Regions from separate parts of the Sus scrofa genome. Here regions 2 and 3 are each linked to region 1. The links are chromatin contacts, called in public HiChIP or PLAC-seq maps. All regions are on one chromosome and are shown on one strand. The core of a region is the stretch at or near the end of the contact, and the rest is flanking DNA. Distances in the headings are between cores, read along the strand shown.

Region 1 (2,566 bases), core at 22-2,521:
TAAAGTGAAACCAGCAATGCACTTCCTTCTACAGCCTCTGAAGAAGAAACCGCTTTTGCACGCAAATTTGCTCAATCTCTTTCCCCTAAATAAAATCGCGTTCTAGAAAGCAGAGCAGAAAAAGCTACCTCTTCCATAAAGTCTTCCCCTAGCTCTCCTAGCCGAAAGTGAATTTTCCAGCCTCTTAATTCCAATATTAAGTTGTTGATGCCTCCTATATTCCATCTCACATTATGGTTTGTTGCTGTGCAAGATTTTACATTCCTTAAATAGATAAACCATTTCTTATTCACTACAACCGCAGGATGTTTCTCTCCAAACTTTCTGCCCCTTATTATAAAGCTCCATGCTTCTAGGTCTTGCCCAAATACATAATCCTGTGGTACAGGTGCCCTATTTCCTTATTAAAGTGATGTTTTCAGGAATAGGAACCATGCTCACCTTTCCTGCTTCTGTCCCTCAAATACTTTGCTCTTGAATTTTAGCTATTACTAATTTTACAGATCTTTTAGGAAAAACAGGTTGCTTCAATTAATGTTAACTCACATATATGGTATATAACAAGATCCATGTCCTTAAGGGGTTTACCCCTAGATTCAAATGTCTCTTATCAACGTAAGTGGTATCAAGAGTCTCAGAAGATGTAGTGAACGAGTAAGACATATATAAAAAGCATGAGAGAGATGGCGATGGGAGAAAGCAAATAGGGAGACAGGCATAAAATTTAGCTGGAGCAGAACAATTTCGCTTTGCGAATTTACGTAAAAATGATTCTATAGGTCAGTCCATGGAGCGTCCCCGTTTCCACACAATGTTGGAATGAGAGTACAGAGCTGAGGTTGCGCAAAATAACTACATTTTCCCAACAGTGTCCTCATATTCATCCATCCTAAGGCTGTGGTCCCGCATCCGTGGCAGAATTTACTCATCCCTCTTCCTCAATCTCCGAGTGACTCGAGGGTTAGGACTGTGGTGTGGGGGAAAAAAAAAACAACCCTCCGGTACAAAAGCAACAGAAGGGGCTTGCAAATCAGCACTCAGGGAAGCGACGAGGTAGCAATCCCCAGCCGGCCCAGACCGGCACGGGTGAAGAGCGCAAGCCCACCTTGCAGAGGGCTGGAGCCAAGGTTACGTAACGGGCCGCGAGAGGTTCGGAGAGCCGGAAGCCCCGCCCCCCGAACCGCCGGTTAGGTGCCGTGCGGTGCTGCATTCTCCGGAAGCTTCCGCCCCTTGCCCTTTTACGGGGGTTCAATTTTTTTTTTTTTTTTTTTAGAGAGTTGCTGACGCCACTGCGGACTGGTTCTAAAACTGCGATCTAGGAGTGCCTCTCTCAGACCTTACTTCCGCTTCCTTCCCGTAAGGAGTCGGGCCTCCCCCATTTTTCTGCCAAGGTGGTGGCGGCGGCGGCTTGCGATGTTTGGCCTCCAGAGAAACGCAGTAATCGGACTCAACCTCTACTGTGGGGGGGCCGGATTGGGGCCTGGAAGCGGCAGCAGCGCCTCCGCTCCGGGAGGCCGTCTCTTGGCTACGGGAAAAGAGGCCACGGCCCGGCAAGAGGTAGGGGGAGGGGAAGCCGGCATGGTGATTGGCGGAAGCGCCGGCGCGAGCCCCCCGTCCACTCCTGCGCCAGACGCCCGGAGGGTCGCGCGGCCCTCGCCCATTGGCGCCGAGGGCCCCGACGTCACCGCGACCCCCGCCAGACTGCTGTTCTTCGCGCCCACCCGCCTCGCGTCGCCGCCTGAAGAGATGGAATCCCCGGCCTCCGACGCCATCATGTCTCCCGAAGAGGAGCTGGACGGGTACGAGCCGGAGCCCCTCGGGAAGCGGCCGGCCGTCCTGCCCTTGCTGGGGTTAGTCGAGGAGGCCAGTAGTGGCCCCGGCACGGACGGCTCGCTCCCCTCGACGCCGCCCCCGGCAGAGGAGGAGGAGGACGAGTTATACCGGCAGTCCCTGGAGATTATCTCTCGGTACCTTCGGGAGCAGGCAACCGGCGCCAAGGACGCGAAGCCAATGGGCGGGTCTGGGGCCGCCAGCCGGAAGGCGTTAGAGACCCTGCGACGGGTCGGGGACGGGGTGCAGCGCAACCACGAGACGGCCTTCCAAGGTAAGGGGGTTAGTCGTGAAGGCTGCCCTGCTTTTTCTTTCTCTTTAGCTCTCTGGACTCACGCACCTTCGGTGGGTGGAAACCGAAACGAGTCCATGTTGAAACGACTCTTATCCCATTTCTGAAACCAGAATATTCTGGCCGTGAGTCATTGTTTCCGCCCACTTGATTCTTTTGGAAATGGCAGCTCTGTTCAAAGCCCGGAAAGGGTGGGATGTCAATTTTCAAGTGGGAACGGCCTAAATTCTATAGAGCTCAAATAGCGATTTCCCCCGTCGTGGGTGGGCAGGCGAATCGTGCCCTGGTTTAGACAAAGGAGGCGGTGAGAACCTGCATGCTTTTTTTCCTCTCAGGCATGCTTCGGAAACTGGACATCAAAAACGAAGACGATGTCAAATCTTTGTCTCGAGTGATGGTCCACGTTTTCAGTGACGGAGTAACAAACTGGGGCAGGATTGTGAC
Region 2 (2,566 bases), core at 41-2,540, 170 kb before region 1:
TTTATGATTTGTAAATACGTATATGTGGTTGCTAGTGAAAGCAAAAAATATAGAGGATCCTTTGCCCAACCCTCAAAGAGTGGCCTCTTGGGGTTTTTGTTTGGGCCAAAGATATCAAAGGGTTAATTTACTAACAGGAAGAGAGGTTTGGGAGGTGGTAGCTCAGTACTTCCTACTCTTCAAGACATTTCAGTGCCCCTTAATACTCCAGATACTAAATGTTGTGCTGGACATTTTGTCAGTTTGCAAAGATCGCACAAAAATGGACGTAATTTGAAAATTATGCAAGCTGTGTGACTTGCTACAGACTAACTTGCGCTTAAAATGGAGGACACATAATTACAAGCCACCACAAGAAGTGAATGAAGCTAAACTTCTGAAAAGCTGTGTCTCTAATGATCATAGAACATTCCTTTTCTGTCTAACGTTCTTCTAGCAAACTTTGGTTCTGAGGTTTTTTGTCCTGTGAGGCAGATGCAGAGGGTTTTGTAGGGGTTTTGGTCGAAAAAGAAAGAAAAGCTTTCCTGCCCACAGCAGCTGGTTGAGATTAGGACAGTTTCCTGAAGAGAAAGGAGGAAGAAATACCTAAGAAGACAGAATACACCTGAGAGAGAAAAGGAAATGCTGTCAAAATTTCCCTTGTCCTCTCCTGGTAAGATCAGAAGCATCAGAATTTAGGCAAAGAACAAAAGAATGCCTAGAAATGATCAGGAAGCAAAAACTTAGCTGGAAATCTCTCCTTTGTGTATATTCTCCAACCCATTCATCCCATCCTGCATTTGTTTTTTCCATCTCCTTCAAGTCTGCATGGACATTGGAGCAGTTTTTGTGCTCATCCTGATTGTCCATTTTCTAAACCTTTTCTGGTTGTCTGTGCAAGTGTGTGTGTGTGGAATCTTCCTAGGTCAAAGTACTTGGAACCAGAGGTATCAGCACTCCATCCAAACCCAGACCCTTCCTATCACTGTTTGTTTTATCATATGGAAATCACCCTCAATTTTTCTGCTTTCCTTACAAAGCCTAGTTTTCTTCTGCCTCATGTTTCAGAGAAAGGGGTTTTTAACTTTGGGTTCATAAACTCCCCAGAATTATTGTGTGTGCATTCATTTTTCTGGTGAGAGGGACTACAGTGGGTTGCAAATTTTTGTTAGCTTCTCATGGAAGTCTGTGACCTAAAGATTAAGAATTACTGGTCTGAGAATATGGTTCCAGCTATTTCCTCATTCCCAAGCCAGGTTAGGAACCCCTTGGCAAATAGAAGTGTCTCCCCTAATTATCTCCTTCCCCCAGGATGTGGGGGCTCAAGGTTGTACTACTGCTGCCTGTGATGAGCTCTGCTCTATACCCTGAGGAGATACTGGATACCCAGTGGGAGCTATGGAAGAAGACCTACAGGAAGCAGTATAACAGCAAGGTGCCTGGGAACCTGGAGGGGAACATGGTGGGAGGGCTGGAACCTGAGACCTCCAATCCTAGGTTCCAGACTCCCTTCCTCAACCCAATACCTTAATTACCTCAAGCAAATCTGCCCCTGTTCCCTGACTATTAACATACACTTTTCTCTTTTTGGCCACACCTGTGGCATGTGGAAGTCCTGTGGGCCAGGGATTGAAACTGTATCATGGCAGTGACAATGCTGGATCCTTAACCACTAGGCCACCAGGGAACTCCTTAACATATACTTTCCATTCCTAATCCTCTATTCACCCTCCATCAAGTCTTACCCTTCCTTTTCTTTATAACTGCCTTATATTTCTCTTTCGGGAAGGCTTCTCAGATTAATGCGATTAATCCGTAAGCAGTTTTTTTTTTTTTCTATACATCTCTCTAGAGGTTTGTATCCTATTATTTGCATTTGTTTACGTATTTCTCTTTGTATGCTCTCAATCCCATGATTATTTCCCCAACTAGATTGTAAACTTCTGTGATTTTAAATTTAATCTCTTCTCCTAAAAACCTGCATGGTATTAGGTATGTAACTTTCTACACAGGATACAGTCTATGCCAATACTGACAATGCTCTGTGTAGGTGGATGAAATCTCTCGGCGTTTAATTTGGGAAAAAAACCTGAAGCATATTTCCATCCATAATCTTGAGGCCTCTCTTGGGGTTCATACGTATGAACTGGCCATGAACCACTTGGGCGATATGGTGAGTTGAGCCTCAGCTCCTGGTCTATCTGCCCTGTTTGCCTTGGTTCCTTTCTTATGCCTGGCTTCTTTCTTCTTTGTACCAGACCAGTGAAGAAGTGGTTCAGAAGATGACTGGACTCAAAGTACCCCCCTCTCATTCCCGCAGTAATGACACCCTTTATATCCCAGACTGGGAAGGCAGAACCCCAGACTCTATTGATTATCGGAAGAAAGGATATGTTACTCCTGTCAAAAACCAGGTACCCTCTTTTTTCTTGGGTGTGAGTATATAAGCTGGCATGACTGCTTCCTTTTTCTGTTTCTTTATCTTAAGGTAGGAGGACACCAGGAGAGAGGGCAAAGAATTAATTTACCTCTTCCCCTGCTAAGAGAATAAATAAAGCCTATTCTGTTATTTAACTCATCAGCATTT
Region 3 (2,566 bases), core at 42-2,541, 150 kb before region 1:
CAAAGATGCAGCTCAGATTCCATGTCGCTGTGGCTGTGGTGTAGGCTGGTAGCTACAGCTCCGATTCAACTCCTAGCCTGGGAACCTCATGCCTCGGGTGTGCCCCTAAAAAGACCAAAAAAGAAAAGGAAGTATACACGGGGATAGACTATGTAATGGCATGTTCCCCTAATGCTTTCCCCCCCCCCATTTTTTATATGTTTTATTGAAGAATGGCTGATTTGCACACCCACAGCATATGGAGGTTCCCAGGCCAGGAGTGGAATCAGAGCTGGTACAATTAGTTTCTTAAAAGTATATAGGCATAGAAGGTGACAAGGTAGTCAAAAAAGGCAAAAAGACAAAAAAAAAAAAAAAGGAGAGAGAGCTCCTAAAAAGACCAAAAAAAAAGAAAAGGAGAAAAAGTATACATGGGGATTGACCATGTAATAGCATGTTCCCCTAATGCTTTTTCTTTTTTTCGTTTTTTAAGTTTTATTGAAGTATGGCTGACTTACGATGCTGCAATAATTATTTTTTTTCTTTCTTTCTTTCTTTCTCTCTTTCTTTCTTTCTTTTTCTTTCTTCTTTCTTTCTTTTTTTTCTTTTTTTGTACTTGAAGTGGATCTTGCAAGGTAGAGAGGCCAAAGAATGGAGACAATGACTGGTCAGTGTGGGGGCCCACGAGACCAGCTTGACTACAGCAGAGGGTGACAGTTTAAAAAAAAGAATCCATTCTCAACTGAGTAAAATGCTTTTTAGGATGGACCAGATTATGGGGAAATGCAAGAGCCAATAAGAAGCATTTGTAGGAAATGACACGATAAAAGTGTGTTTTAAGAGAACAATTTGGGAGTGATATACCGGGTGAGATTACAAGGCAGACCGAATTGAAAAATGTTGGAAAAATTTAAATCATGCCAGTAAATATTTATTGAATGTCTACTCTATCGTTGCATTCTATAGTGTGAAGGATACAAAGATGAGTAAGAGATAATATAACTCCTGTACTTAAGGGGCTAACAGGTAGATTTGTATGATGAAGACATAAATAATTGTAGTATTAAGTCACGTAATAAGAGGGTGATTTTTCTGTTCTCAGAATCTATGAGTCCACCACAAAAGAGCCTCAAGTACTACAGGGGTTCGAAAAGAGATTAAGTTGGGGATAAAAAAAAAAAGTTTTTTTGAAAGAGGTATCTTTTGAGATGGACCATGAAGGAGGCATAAGATTTCAAGAGGCAGAGATAAGGGAAGGAAGTTAAAGACAGTGGGCGGCAAAATGATTCTGCTGGGTAAGTACTACCTTTTTTTTTTTTTTTTTTTTTTTTTGCAAGCAAGCAAAGTCTTTATTACAGGAAAGCAAATAGCTCCCAGGACAGCTGGGAGCAGGGGGAAGAGCCCCTCTCTATTGCTTTATAGGGGTTTTTATCCCTTAAAGACGGCGGGTACCAATGTGGGGTCCAGAAAGATGTGTTTTCTCCCATTGGCCTTGCCCCATGACCTGTATCAGTCCTTCTCCAATAGGGGTCTTACGGGTGGAAATGTCCTATAAGTCTCATGGTTTCTTTGTCCTTATCTTCCTGTAAACTGAGTCATAGGGGGTTAGAGATTAATGTCCATCTGGGCTTAGGTACACTCCCTAGAGTAAACTAGGGGGAAAGCACTACTTTAAAACTGTGTTCAATCCCAGGTTAGCCACCAGTTCTGTCCTCTTGAACAAGTTATATAACCTCTCAGAACTTTAATTTCCCCTCTGTAAAAGTTGGATAATTATTGCATTTACTTTACAGTGTTGTAAAGGTTAAATAATAATATGTGAAGGGTATAGCACATTCACTAGCATGTAATTGGTGCACCTTACAAATCTTAGCTAGGACTCATAATAATAGAGTTAAAAATGCAGAGACTAATAAGCATAAATGTCCTGGAAACATGAAGAAAACTAGCTGCTTCGAGTGTAAGATTCATGTGTGAGGATAGTTGACTTAGTTTTTTTGGACTGCTATAACAAAATACCATAAACTGGGTGGCTTTTAAATAACAGAAATTTACTTCTCATAGTTTTGAAAGCTAGGAAGTCCAAGATCAAGACTCTGGGAAATTCAGTGTCTGGTGAGGCCCTCTTCCTGGTTCATAGATTAGTTGCCTTTTTGCTGTGTCTTCATATGATGAAAGGGCCACGGGAGCTCTCTGGGGCCTCTTTTACAAGAGTCCAGGTCTGGGGCAGGAACTGTTGAACATAAGCCAGCAGTGGCTTGTGGTATCAGAAAGAAAAGCTATGAAAGAGCACTAATGTCATAGCAAACATAGGGGTTCAGGACTCAAAAGCCAATTTGAATGTTTCTACCAACCACAGATGGGACAATATGAGTATCACTAAGGATAAAACTGCATTGAATTGAAGCACATAAAATATGTTTAAATCCATGAATTCATAATGATACGCAAATAACTCAGTGCTTTTGTAATGTATGGACCTTATTTAGATCTCAATTCGAACAAACTGCTTTTTAAAAATGAATAGGCTAGAGAAATGTAAATACATCTTTGATGACATTAAACAATTATTGTTAATTTATTTTAG

What was found. HiChIP or PLAC-seq counts read pairs in DNA pulled down with a chosen protein or histone mark.
Region 2: a contact with region 1 is called in an H3K27ac HiChIP or PLAC-seq map of alveolar macrophages. The contact joins the promoter of CTSK here to the promoter of MCL1 in region 1. A contact is called at or near these places in 2 of 47 Hi-C or Micro-C datasets (embryonic fibroblasts and epiblast stem cells) and 2 of 2 datasets of contacts at active chromatin or transcription factors (alveolar macrophages and skeletal muscle).
Region 3: an H3K27ac HiChIP or PLAC-seq map of alveolar macrophages shows a contact between it and region 1. The contact joins the promoter of CTSS here to the promoter of MCL1 in region 1. A contact is called at or near these places in 2 of 47 Hi-C or Micro-C datasets (embryonic fibroblasts and epiblast stem cells) and 1 of 2 datasets of contacts at active chromatin or transcription factors (alveolar macrophages).

What each region holds. Positions count from the first base shown.
Region 1 is chr4:98,560,821-98,563,386 of Sscrofa11.1, forward strand. MCL1 (MCL1, BCL2 family apoptosis regulator) reads left to right here and starts at 1,272. Exons shown (of 3, transcript NM_001348806.1): 1 at 1,272-2,104; 2 at 2,458-2,566. The coding sequence starts at 1,414.
Region 2 is chr4:98,391,736-98,394,301 of Sscrofa11.1, forward strand. It overlaps CTSK (cathepsin K), which reads left to right and starts at 1,291. Exons shown (of 7, transcript NM_214302.1): 1 at 1,291-1,414; 2 at 2,030-2,152; 3 at 2,238-2,393. The coding sequence starts at 1,292.
Region 3 is chr4:98,413,982-98,416,547 of Sscrofa11.1, forward strand. It overlaps CTSS (cathepsin S), which reads left to right and starts at 1,292. Exons shown (of 8, transcript XM_021089893.1): 1 at 1,292-2,566.